Regions from separate parts of the Capra hircus genome. Here region 2 is linked to region 1. A link is a contact called in public Hi-C data. All regions are on one chromosome and are shown on one strand. The core of a region is the stretch at or near the end of the contact, and the rest is flanking DNA. Distances in the headings are between cores, read along the strand shown.

What was found. Hi-C and Micro-C count contacts between places; a contact is called where the count stands out from the background.
Region 2: a Hi-C map of blood shows a contact between it and region 1, with 5 times the contacts expected there. The contact joins the promoter of ZFP36L2 here to the enhancer-like site in region 1. A contact is called at or near these places in 3 of 5 Hi-C or Micro-C datasets (all in blood).

What each region holds. Positions count from the first base shown.
Region 1 is chr11:25,303,898-25,310,230 of ARS1.2, forward strand. No RefSeq gene overlaps it. Among named protein-coding and RNA genes, the nearest start is that of ZFP36L2, 84 kb to the right of the region's middle. Within about 2 kb of position 4,859, at least 1 of the 5 cell types and tissues checked has an H3K27ac peak or open chromatin away from gene starts, as enhancers often do.
Region 2 is chr11:25,387,854-25,394,315 of ARS1.2, forward strand. It overlaps ZFP36L2 (zinc finger protein 36, C3H1 type-like 2), which reads right to left and starts at 2,794. Exons shown (of 2, transcript XM_013967582.2): 1 at 2,405-2,794; 2 at 1-1,919. The coding sequence starts at 2,455. The coding sequence ends at 498.

The sequences.
Region 1 (6,333 bases), core at 3,609-6,108:
ATTCCAGCTTGTGCTTCTTCCAGCCCAGCATTTCTCATGATGTACTCTGCATATAAGTTAAATAAGCAGGGTGACAATATACAGCCTTGACGTACTCCTTTTCCTATTTGGAACCAGTCTGTTGTTCCATGTTCAGTTCTAACTGTTGCTTCCTGACCTGCATACAGATTTCTCAAGAGGCAGGTCAGGTGGTCTGGTATTCCCATCTCTTTCAGAATTTTCCAAAGTTTATTGTGATCCACACAGTCAAAGGCTTTGGCATAGTCAATAAAGCAGAAATAGATGTTTTTCTGGAACTCTCTTGCTTTTTTGATGATCCAGTGGATGTTGGCAATTTGATCTCTGGTTCCTCTGCCTTTTCTAAAACCAGCTTGAACATCAGGAAGTTCACAGTTCACATATTGCTGAAGCCTGGCTTGGAGAATTTTGAGCATTACTTTACTAGCGTGTGAGATGAGTACAATTGTGTAGTAGTTTGAGCATTCTTTGGCATTGCCTTTCTTTGGGATTGAAATGAAAACTGACCTTTTCCAGTCCTGTGGCCACTGCTGAGTTTTCCAAATTTGCTGGCATATTGAGTGCAGCACTTTCACAGCATCATCTTTTAGGATTTGAAATAACTCAACTGGAATTCCATCACCTCCACTAGTTTTGTTTGTAGTGATGCTTCCTAAGGCCCACTTGACTTCACATTCCAGGATGTCTGGCTCTAGGTGAGTGATCACACCATCGTGATTATCTGAGTGATCACACCACCATGATTATCTGGGTCATGAAGATCTTTTCTGTACAGTTCTTCTGTGTATTCTTGCCACCTCTTAATATCTTCTGCTTCTGTTACGTCCATACCATTTCTGTTCTTTTTTGAGCCCATCTTTGCATGAAATGTTACCTTGGCATCTCTGATTTTCTTGAAGAGATCTCTAGTCTTTTCCATTCTATTATTTTCCTCTATTTCTTTGCACTGATCACTGAAGAAGGCTTTCTTATCTCTCCTTCCTAGTCTTTGGAACTCAGCATTCAAATAGGTATATCTTTCCTTTTCTCCTTCACTTTTCACTTCTCTTCTTTTCACAGCTATTTGTAAGGCCTCCTCAGACAGCCATTTTGCTTTTTTGAATTTTTTTTTTCCTTGGGGATGGTCTTGATCCCTGTCTCCTGTACAATGTCACGAACCTCTGTCTATCAGATATAGTCCCTTAAATCTATTTCTCACTTCCACTGTATAACCATAAGGGATTTGATTTAGGTCATACCTGAATGGTCTAGTGGTTTTCCCCACTTTCTTCAATTTAAGTCTGAATTTGGCAATAAGGAGTTCTTGATCTGAGCCACAGTCAGCTCCCAGTCTTATTTTTGCTGACTGTACAGAGCTTCTCCATCTTTGGCTGCAAAGAATATAATCAATCTGATTTCGGTGTTGGCCATCTGGTGATGTCCATGTGTAGAGTCTTCTCTTGTGTTGTTGGAAGAAAGTATTTGCTATGACCAGTGCGTTCTCTTGGCAAAACTCTATTAGCCTTTGCCTTGTTTCATTCTGTACTCTAAGGCCAAATTTGCCTGTTACTCCAAGTGTTTCTTGACTTCCTACTTTTGCATTCCAGTCCCCTGTAATGAAAAGGACATCTTTTTGGGGTGTTAGTTCTAAAAGGTCTTGTAGGTCTTCATAGAACCATTCAACTTCAGCTTCTTCAGCATGATATTGAATGGTTTGCCTTGAAAATGAACAGAGATCATTCTGCTGTTTTTGAGATTGCATCCAAGTACTGCATTTCAGACCCTTTTGTTGACCATGATGGCTACTCCATTTCTTCTAAGGGATTCCTGCCCACAGTAGATACAATGGTCATCTGAGTTAAATTCACCCAATCCAGTCCATTTTAGTTCGCTGATCCCGAATGTCAACGTTCACTCTTGCCATCTCCTGTTTGACCACTTCCAATTTGCCTTGATTATGGACCTAACATTCCAGATTCCTATGCGATATTGCTCTTTACAGCACTGGACCTTGCTTCTATCACCAGTCGCATCCACAACTGGGTGTTGTTTTTGCTTTGGCTCCGTCCCTTCATTCTTTCTGGTGTTGTCTCTCCACTGATCTCCAGGAGCATATTGGGCACCTACCGACCTTGGGAGTTCATCTTTCAGTGTCCTATCTTTTTGCCCTTTCATACTGTTCATGGGGTTCTCAAGGCAAGACTACTGAAGTGGTTTGCCATTCCCTTCTCCAGTGGACCACGTTCTGTCAGACCTCTCCACCATGACCTGTCTGTCTTGGGTGGCCCCACATGGCATGGCCCAGTTTCATTGAGTTAGACAAGGCTGTGGTCCATGCGATCAGATTGGCTAGTTTTCTGTGACTGTGGTTTAAGTCTGTCTGCCCTCTGATGCCCTCTCTCAGCCCCTACTGTCTTGCTGGGGTTTCTGTTACATTGGACGTGGAGTATCTCTTCACAGCTGCTGCAGCAAAGCGCAGCTGTTGCTCCTTACATTGAACGTGGAGTATCTCCTCATGGTGCAGAGTTCTGACAAAACGTGGTCCACTGGAGAAGGGAACGGCAAACCACTTCAGTATTCTTGCCTTGAGAACCCCAGGAACAGTATTAGGCCCATTAACAGGTGAGAAAACTGAGGAACTAAATGAATGTCTTGGTAGAGGTTCCAGCCTCTGGCCTGGGGCTAACTCCAAAATACACCCTTAACCCCAAGGCCAAAACGGGAGACTTGTGACTGTTCCAGTTCAGTCTCCAGACAGTGTGTACGCACACACACACACGTGTATGCAGGTGGACATGCCCACACCCCACCTTGCAGCAGGAACTCTTGGGCAACATTTTCATCATGGAAAGTGCTGGAGGGGCCAGAGAGGTTTTAAGCTAGTTCTTCCTCCTGCTGGTTCTCCTTTTCCTGGACAGGCTTGGTCCCTGAGTGAGGCAGGCCTGGGAGCTCTGTGGGGAGACATCATCAGGGTCCCCTCCCTGGCCAGAGCTCCAGGGACCTTCCGGGGTGAAGGCAATGAGAGGGCAGGCTTCCCTCTACCTTCCTTGTTCACCCTCTGCTCTGGGGAACGGGAACCACAGAGAAAGAGCTCTCAGCTGCCAAGAGCGCTGGTCCCCCAAGCCCACCCAGGGAGGGAGCAGAGAAGTGCCCTGAAGAGCCCCTCAAAAGGGCCGTGTCAGGGTTACCTGCCTCAGGGACATTCTTAACCCCAACCAAAGAAGAAGGCACCCTTCACAGCCTCCACCTCTGTGCTGGGGCTTGGCCATTAGCTGTTCTCAGATGGAGACTCTTTCTGCCCCACCCCCACCCCCTACTCAGTCTCCAGGGGACACGGAAGCAGCTTTGATGAAGTCTATCAAAGAAGCCTCGTTCTTAACAGCTGTTTCCTGGGAGGGCAATTGGAACAACAATAAACCCTCACATCTGTTTAAGGGGCTGGTGGCGGGTACTCCACCCTCAGCCCTGTGGGAGGGCTCCTGCTCATCAGCAGGGGGGAAATGACTGGGCCCATCAGAGAGATACCATTTAGGACCATTTGGACTGGATGGGAACACCCACCCCATTTTACAGATGACTAAACTGAGGCCAAAGCACCCTCTGCTCCCAAAGGTCTCCCCACACAGATTCCACTTCCCCAGGGACTCTCTAGGCAGGCCCTGGCTTCTCCTTTGGATCAGGTCACCTCCACTTACGCAAGAGAGGACTGGCCCACAGAGAGGTGTGGGAGGCACATGGGAGGATAAAGCCCACGCAAAAGGGAAGCCTGTGTCTATTTGGAGACATCTGCTCTGGCCTTTCCCCTGCATGAGCTATTGCCCCTTTTTTGGCCACCATTTTATTCCTCAGTCCGAGCATATGTGCTCGGTCGGGTCTGACTCTCTGCAACCCCATGGACTGTAGCCTGCCAGCCTCCTCTGTCCATGGGATTTTCCAGGCAAGTATACTGGAGTGGGTTGCCATTTCCTTCTTCAGGGGATCTTCCCAACCCAGGGATCAAACCCACATCTCCTACCTATCCTGCACTGACAGGCAGATTCTTTACCATTGCGCCACCTAGAAGATTTCAATCTGTGGATTTCTGCAAATCAGGGTTTCTCAGCCTTGACACTATTGACATTTGGGGCTGGGTATTTCTTAGTTGTAGGGGCTGTTCTGTGCACTGTAGGATGCTGGGAAGTATCTCTGATCTCTACCCAGTAGCTGCCAGCAGCACCACCTCCCAATTCTAACAATCAAAAATGTCTCTGACATTGCTGACTGTCCCCTGGGGCAAAACTGTGTCCAGCTGACTTCCTCTAGGAAGACTTCCTGGAAGAGGAGGATCTCAATCTGGTCCTTATGTAAACAGTCCAGGAAGGATGCAGGTTGATGGAAAAGTCTCAAAGGCAGTGAGAAGAGCCCAAGGTTGGAGGTGGTGAGTGGTGACTTTCCAGGGAGGGGACAGGAGGGTGACCACAACTTGCTGGATTGTAATCTGGGGTGTGTTAAGACTGCCCTGCAGAGCAGGTCCTGGAGCCCAGAGCAGGGACCATCCAGGGGGTTAGTGGGAAGGGAGAAGATGGGGAGAATACTGCCATGTTGGAGGTCCTGGTGGTCTTGTTAGGGGCTTGTTGCTCTGAGTCCCTAGCTCCTAACACAGAATCAGGCTAAGGAAACGCAGAGATGTTGAAACTACTGCCAATGCAGGCAAGAGTCCTGGCAAGGAGGAAGGTGGGCCTGGGATCTGGAGGCCTGAAAGGACCATTTGTAGATGGTGAGAGTGTTGATGAGGGGACCTGGCTGGAGGGCAAGCAAGGGCCCTGGTTTCTCAGCGTCTGCCCTCACCTGTCTCCCCCGTCGTCCCTGTGGGATAGGGGTGGGGGGATGGGAGACGCTGTAACCATGGGTAGCTGCTGGGCATGGGGCAGACCACCTGGCTTCCGGCCGGTCTGCAGGTCTTTCCCTCTGGCAGAGATTTCAACGGGCTCTCCGGAAGAGAATGTTGAACCCCTTGGCCTAGGGAGCTCCCTTCTCAGACAGAAACACTGGCTCCCACTCCCCATCCTGGGCTTCCTGAGCCTTGGATACACGTCGGCCCTCAGACTGGGCTCCCTGAGGGGAGGGGTGACACCTTCCCAGTGGTCACCAAAGGGAAATGTGAGGCTTGGGGCTGGTGCTGCCCACAGGGAGCTTCTGGGTGATCTGCCAGCAGGGGGCGCTGTGGACTCAGATACAGTTCTTGTGCGGCTGGAAGGGTGGAGACTGGTCAGGCCTCCCTCACCTCCTGTTTACCCTGTTAGAGTCCTCACCCCAGCCAGGCTTGCCTGCCTGGTGCACAGCATGGCCTCCACCTCCTCCCAGCTTCCCATCCCAGCCCCATACTTCTCCCCTCCTCTTTATATGCCCATTGTGCAGATGAGGAGACTGAGACATACAGAGGCAAAAAAGGCTGGAAGGGACAGTAGCAGGGCAGAATGGAGACAGTCTTGGCTTTGGAGCCAGAAGACCTGGGTTGCCAGCATGCCAGTTCAGCATCTCACTCCCTGTGTGGTTGGGGTCAGATTTTGGGGCTTTACTGAGCAATCCCACTGCCGTTGTAATAAGAAGCTGAACGTGGCAGCCCACACCACCCCCAGGCTGAGGACAATTCTGATGCTGGGATCACAGCCCCGTGGGGACAGCACTGGGTCCTGGGAGGAAGGGCTGGCCGAAGGGGACTAGGTGGCCTTGCCTAAGCCCCTGTTTAGGGAACGAGAGCAGACAGCCAGAGAGGAGACGAACAGGAGGCTCTGAACAAGTGCAGAGGGGATGAAGGATGTGCTGGAGAGTCTGGGGAGGGGAGGGAAGGACAGAGGCATCAGCCACTCTGAGTTATCTGCACTTTCTCCCAGGTCCTAGTGATTAATAACAAGAGTGGAAACCATGAAAGTCATTTGCTACCCTCTCATGATGTGCCAGGCTCTGTGCCAAGCACCTGACAGACTCAACTACCCATCCTGGGAGACAGGTAGTGATATTACCCCATTTGAGAGATGAGGAAAAAATTCCTCAGAGATAAAATAACTTGTCTGAGGGCCCCAGTGGGAAAGGGGCAAACACGAGATCCCACCCAGGTTTCCGTGGTGTGGACCCCCACGCTGTTGGTGGTATCAGGGTCTAGAGAGAGAGAGGTTGAAGGCCCCTCTGCATCTGGGGTCAGGGCTGTGTATGTGGCTGGGGGAGCAGAATAGGGCTGTGTTCTCTCAGCCGCTCAACACAGAGTGGACAGAGCAGAGTGGACAGAGCAGAGTGGGGCGCTGAGGAAGGAGTGGCCCATAAATCTATTCAGCGGCCTCTGAACAAACGTAAGGAAAC
Region 2 (6,462 bases), core at 1,544-4,043, 82 kb after region 1:
CTTCTCTCAAGACAAGAGTCCCGACATCTGGACTGTAACTAATGCTTTTCAAGTGAAGATATGGAATGGTGGTTGATAGCTGCTGGTGCTGGGTTGATTTTTCCTAAAATCCCAAACGCATCGGAGACCTAAAAAAGTTTGTTGTTTGGTTTTTTGTTCTATCCGCATCACAACTGCTCTGTTGTGAGTCTTTTGTTCATCAATACAAAAAGTTCGTTGGCTTTTTTCCCGCTCAACAAGAATGAAACTTCGTAATAATAATAAAAATAATAATAATAATTAAAAAAAAAACAAAAACAAAGAGGGAACCGAAAGGGGAGGGGTGGGGGCCCCTCCCGGCACTCAAGTTCGAGTCCAAGTGCTCGGCACAGCCTGCAGTCTGCTTGTGGCCGATGTCACTCCCCACACTCCCGTGCCCCTCTGCCCCTAAGCAGGGGCGCCCTCCAACACCCCCAGAACGGCCTTCCCTTCCTTCTCCTCACTGGCGCCCTCTTGCCTCAGTCGTCGGAGACGGAGAGGCGGCTGAAGATGGGTAGGCGGCGACCCGGGTCAAGGCCGGGGGACTCAGAGCCGCTGAGGCTGCCCGAGCTCAGGGAGCCGCTCAAGTAGCTGTCGCGGTCCGACAGCGAGTCTGGGGGGCTAGGGGGCGCGTCGAACACCGGCGACTCGGACAGGCGGCGCGGCAACTGGAAGCTGAAGGGCGGCGAGGGCGGCGCGGCGGCGCTGGCAGGGAGGGGCGCGCTGGGCGGCGCCGGGGGCTGCGCGGGGGGCACCAGGCCCTGTTGCTGCTGCTGTTGTTGGCTGCGATAGTAGGCGGCAGCAGCCACAGCGGCAAAGTTGTGGGTCTGGATGGCGAGCGGTGTGATGAGGCTGCTCAGCTCCGGGCCGAAGGCGAAGGCGTTGTTAGCGCACGAGGCCGACGAGCAGGTGGCGCAGGGCGCGCCGGGTGCAAGCAAGTCCTCGGCGCCCCCGGTGCCGTACAGCAGCGCGGCCGCCGCCGCGGCCGCAGCAGAGGCGCAGCACGTCGGGGCGCCGGAGGGCGTGGAGGCTGCCGAGGCCGACGAGCAGGACGAAGCGGACGACGAGCAAGACGAGGCCGAGGAGCAGGAGGGTGGCGGCGGTGTGCGCGACGTGGGGCTGTCGAGAAGCAGGGGCGACTCGAGGCCCCCAGGGGGCTGGTGGTGGCCCGACGGGAAGCCCGAGAAGCTGAGGCTATGGTGCAGCTTGGGCCGCGGTTCCCGCGGGAAGCCTAGGTGCAGCGCATCGCGGGCGCTGAAGGTGCGCAAGTCCCCGGAGGCGCCCCCGGACGGCGCGGGTCGCCGCTCATCAGCGTTATGGATGAAGTGGCAGCGCGGCCCGTAGGGGCAGAAGCCGATGGTGTGGAAGGTGCGGCACAGCTCGGTTTTGTACTTGGGGTGCCGCGTCAGGCTGCGCAGCTCGTGGAAGCCGTGCGCGAACTGGCACTTCTCGCCGTACTTGCAGGTGCCACTCTCCTCGAAGGGCCGGCACAGCTCAGTTTTGTAGCGGGTCGAATTGATCTGGGAGCCGCCGCCCCCCTTCTGCTGTTGCTGCAGGTGCAGGAGGTGCTGGCTGCGCTCCCCGTTCTCGCTGAACGAGCGGTCCCGGAATTTGTTCTCCTTGTTCAGCAGGGCGGTGCCGCCGCCCCCCGACGGCTCCTTGAGGGTGCCGTAGGAGGCCGAGCCGCCGGCCGCCGCGCTACCGTTAGCCGCGCCCGGGAACTTGGGCGAGCAGCTGCCGGGGCTAGGCGCGGGGTGGGCGAGCGCGTGCAGGTTGCTGGCCGAGTGCCGTCGGAGGAAGCCCGGCGTGAAGCCCGAGCTGGGGGCGGTGGCCACGGGTGTCCCCACCGCCTTCTTGTCCAGCATGTTGTTCAGATTGAGGTTGGCCAGGGATTTCTCCGTCTGCCAAGAGGAGGGGAGCGGGGAAGAGATGAAAAGGGAGGAGGGAAGAGTTGGGGCGAGTTGCGGAGTAGCCACTACCAGCCCTCCGATTCTTTTTCCTTTTTTCGGATCTCGATTCGGCCCAACTTCCACACTTAAACGCGCACAAGAATCAAGTTCGTACTGGGAGGAGCCGGACTCTCCCACCCTAGGCCGCGCTGCGTCGCGACATGTGATCCTCAGCCGTGGGCCGCAGGCCTGGGCGGCGCAAACCCCGTCCGGGAAGCCCCGGGCAGCGTGGCTGCGGTGAAACTTAACAGCTACAGCGACTCCCTTCTGCCTTTCCTCCCAGCTGCTCCTTCTCCCCGCCCACAAGGCTCGAGCAACAGTGCAAACTCTGGGATTTTTCCCGAATCTAAAAAAGTCAGAGCGGGAAGAGAACCCCCAAAGCCGAGGACAGAAGGCCAAGCCTGAGAACTTGAAGGGCTCCCTGCTCACCCGCGTACCTTGCACAAGAAGTCGATATCGTAGAAGGCGGACAGAAGTGTGGTCGACATGTTTCTGGATCCTCTAATGGTCGGAGCTGGAGACTGGGAGATCCGGAGGAGCCCTCGGGGCGGCGCGGCCGGGCCCGAGCCACGACGAGTAACGGGCGAGGGGCGAGGGAGAGACCGAAAGTTTGCTGGGGGGCGAGAAAAGAGGGAGCGGGGGCAGCAGCGTGGACTGGTTTGAGGGTGCCCGGGAGTGCGGAGTTGGGGGGAAAGAAGAATTAAGCTAGAGCGCTCCTCCGCGCCCCGGGGTGCCCGGCCCGCCCCCCCCGCGCGGAGCCGACGGCAGCTCGCGGACTGGTGGAACTCAGCGGCCCGCGAGCGCGCGCCCTATATAGAGCCCCCGGAGCGCGGCCGCTCCGGGGCGGGCGTGCGAGGGGAGGGGACAGAACGCTGACCCCGTAGGGGTCTCCAGGCAACGCCTCCCGCCCGCTGGCGGACGTCAAGAGCCTTCCTGGCCTCCCATTGGCCGCCGCCAATTTTTTTCCTCTGGGGGAGGGGACGAAGAGGCCTCGGGGCGGGGCTGGCCGCCTTGGGCTCCCGGGGCGGCGTGGAGATCTCGGCGGAGATGGGTGCTGCTGGTTGGTGGCGGGAGGATACGGCTCCCTTCTTCTGGGGCTGTTCTGTCGGAAATCCCCAGCAGGTCTAACGTGGTTGGGTTTCTGCAGCCCTGAACGTGTCTTTCCCCGCCCGATCCTGCTAGACGAAATTGCGGAGCTTTTATCTCCTACTCTGTTTAATATTGGGCGCGGGAATTGCAAAGTGCAAGAATATTGCAACCGTCCGCGCGGCCCGGCTGCTTTGGAAAGGGTCCTCTGGCCGGGGGGGCGGGGACTCTGGGCCCGAGTTTAATGGGTGGTGGCTGCGTCCCGACTGCACGTGGAGATGCGGTGGGGGTGGGGGCGGGAGCGGCCACGCGGGCGGCCGCCTGGGCAGTCTCTCCCGGAGGAGCCTGGGCCCGTTTCTCCGCCCCTCTTCCCGCCCAGACTGCAGTAAACAGGGCTTGAATGCCGAGGCCTGCCGGGCAGGGCTGAGTGTCTGAGGACAAGGCGCTGGCTTTGCTAATCACATCACAAGACCTTGAGCCAGGGCCAAAGTCGCAGAGTGGCGCGGGGCGTCCCGGGCGGGAGAGCCGCCTGGGAGGACGGGAGGAAAGGCCGGGAGAACCGCGCAGGCATGGAGGCCACTTCCCGCCGCCTTGTCCGTCTGCTGGTCTGTCCGGCTTTCCACAGTCCTCCTGGGGGTCGAGGTACAGCTGCCCGCTGAGGCTCCCGTCCGCCGCAGCCTTGGCCTGGCGCGCCCCTCCTAGACCCTCCCTGGCCGTTCAGGGCGCCGCGCCCTTCCTTAGCTCGTCCTGGGTTGCGGGCTCCCGCTGAGGACTACCCGCAGCCAGGCAAGGCTGGGCACCGAGGATACACCTAGTGGGCTCTCCTTACCTTCTCTTGCCACTCCCACACCCCAGAAGCCTGCATTGGTATAAGATTTTGCCAGCCAGTGCCCTCTGGGTGTGAGGCAGACACCACCCCGCCCCAGCACCCAGTGAGGCTTAAGCCTCTGTTAGATCTGGGGTCCTGTCCAGGACACTTCTCCGCGTCTATGCAGACGCTGCCTCTGAAAGGCTGGAGTCCGGCCCATGATTTCGCACACCTGGCAGCCTAGGCTGTTACTGGGCCTAAGTTGGAAGGTCCAGTACCTGCCAGGGAAAGAAGCTCCTGCGACCCACACCCCCTTGCCCAGTTGATCTTATTTCTGGCTGTGTATCCTTGTGCTTATTTACATTCCGCTGCACTCACTCCCTCTCTCAGTACCCTGGGAAGGAATGAACTAGGCCTGTCTCTCAGGAAACCAACTCCTTCAAGTTCAGCTTGCATGCAGAGCCAACTGCTGGACTCTCTACCCATCCAGGGTGCTTGAGCCAGGGCAGGGCTGTAAGGACTTCAGGATCAGAAACAGGGCTGGAGTTCAGCCTCCTTCCCTTAAAAACCGCATGGTTTTAGACAAATCACATAATCACTTGGGCAACTGGGTTTCCTTGTAAAACTAACATAATTTCTGCTTTACTAATCTATCACCTTTTGTCAAGGTGCCAATGCAAATGAGTTATCTGTTATGGTGTTTAAAAGATAAACAAGTATATTCCATCTTACTTATTAAATTGACAAAGCAAAAAAATGGAGCAAGTCAGACCTCTGGAGCATGGCTGGATGGGTGAAGGTCCACAGAATAGTGAATGTAGAGCTGAGAGGGCACCAAATTTTGGACCCTCCAGCTTGGAGCCAAGGGCAGTGACCTCAGAAGGAGTGACTGCTTTAGTCTCACCACCCAGCCTATACTGATCATTAGACAGGCTGGGCATTCATGGCAGACACGTGTAGCCTAGAATGCCCAAGAACCCTGACTCTGTTTTGTTCCTTGTTGAAATGAACCCAAACGCAAGAGTTTGAGGATGGCTCTGACAGTGGGATATTTTGAATTGCCCCTGGGAATGCATCAGGGAAGTGTGAAACAGCCATTTCCCAGGCCACCACCCCTGCTACTGAAAGTCAGTGACAAGATTTCATATACAAAAACCAGTGGAAACGTGTCTCTCCTGTACTCCCAAGCTGGCGACAACCAGCCAAGCTCAAAATCTGGGGTAATTCCCAGTCAACACCTATGAGAACACCCACTTTGGGAGCTGAGTAGAAGACTTTGGAGCTTGCATGCAAACATGCCATGGTACATGCTTTGGTACAGAGTACCTGCTGGTAGAAATATTTTTATTATTATATAACTGCTTTTATTTCATTTTAAATGGAGAAAAAGGGAATGCTGGACTCTTCCAGTGAGCTGAGCTTTATTAGAGCCAGTTTCATAATCATTCTACCATGGTTATCATTATGTTGTACCAACAATTACCTGACTTCTCACCAGCCATGTCTTCTCAGGACAAAAAGAAATGTTAAGCTGGCAACTTTCCATCAAGTGTGGGATACACAGATGCCTAACCAAGTAATTCAGGATCACAACAAACACATTTTGAGCTGAATAGTGCAAAACCACCAGGGAATTTTCTGTTCTTTTTAGGACAAAACTTTGGACACTAAATTAACTTCTTTCCATGCCTCTTCCTACAGCTCTTTACTAGTAGGCTCTATTTATTTAGTGTTAGGTGGTTTTCTTTCAAAGAGAAACAAATTATACTTGAAATATAAATCTTTCTGCAGTAATAAATGATCATATCAAATCCTCTCCCCTCTGCCTGCCTGATCAAACCCTCAAACATCAATAAAATAATTATAACTGGTTGCTCACTTGTGAAGTATTTAAAAATATTTAGACTCTAAAATCTGAACCAAGAGTACATCCAATTACTGAAATGGTTTCTTCAGATAACTAGGATGAAGTGGACGTGAATGAGGTTATGACCTATCCAAGCTATGAGAATCAAGATAACTGTCTTTGGGTGACACTCTGAAATTACAAATTAGAAACGGTAAGCCAGGAGAAGGCAATGGCAAGCCACTTCAGTACTCTTGCCTAGAAAATCTCATGGACAGAGGAGCCTGGTAGTCTGCAGTCCATGGGGTCGCAAAGAGTCGGACACGACTGAAGCGACTTAGCAGCAGTAGCCACAGCAGTGAAAAACAAAATCAGCAGCAAAACGCATGCAATAGCGACACCTGCTGGGTGTGTGAGGAAGTGGGGAGGGCTGGATTTAGAAAAGCAGGGTCCTAAGGTTTGTAGCAATGGCACCCCACTCCAGTACTCTTGCCTGGAAAATCCCATGGATGGAGGAGTCTGGTGGGCTGCAGTCCATGGGGTCGCTAAGAGTCGGACACAACAGAGCAACTTCACTTTCACTTTTCACTTCCACGTATTGGAGAAGGAAATAGCAACCCACTCCAGTATTCCTGCCTGGAGAATCTCAGGGACGGGGGAGCCTAGTGGGCTGCTGTCTATGGGGTTGCACAGAGTCAGACATGACTGAAGCGACTTAGCAGCAGCAGCAAGGTTTGTAGATTAAATCACTAAAA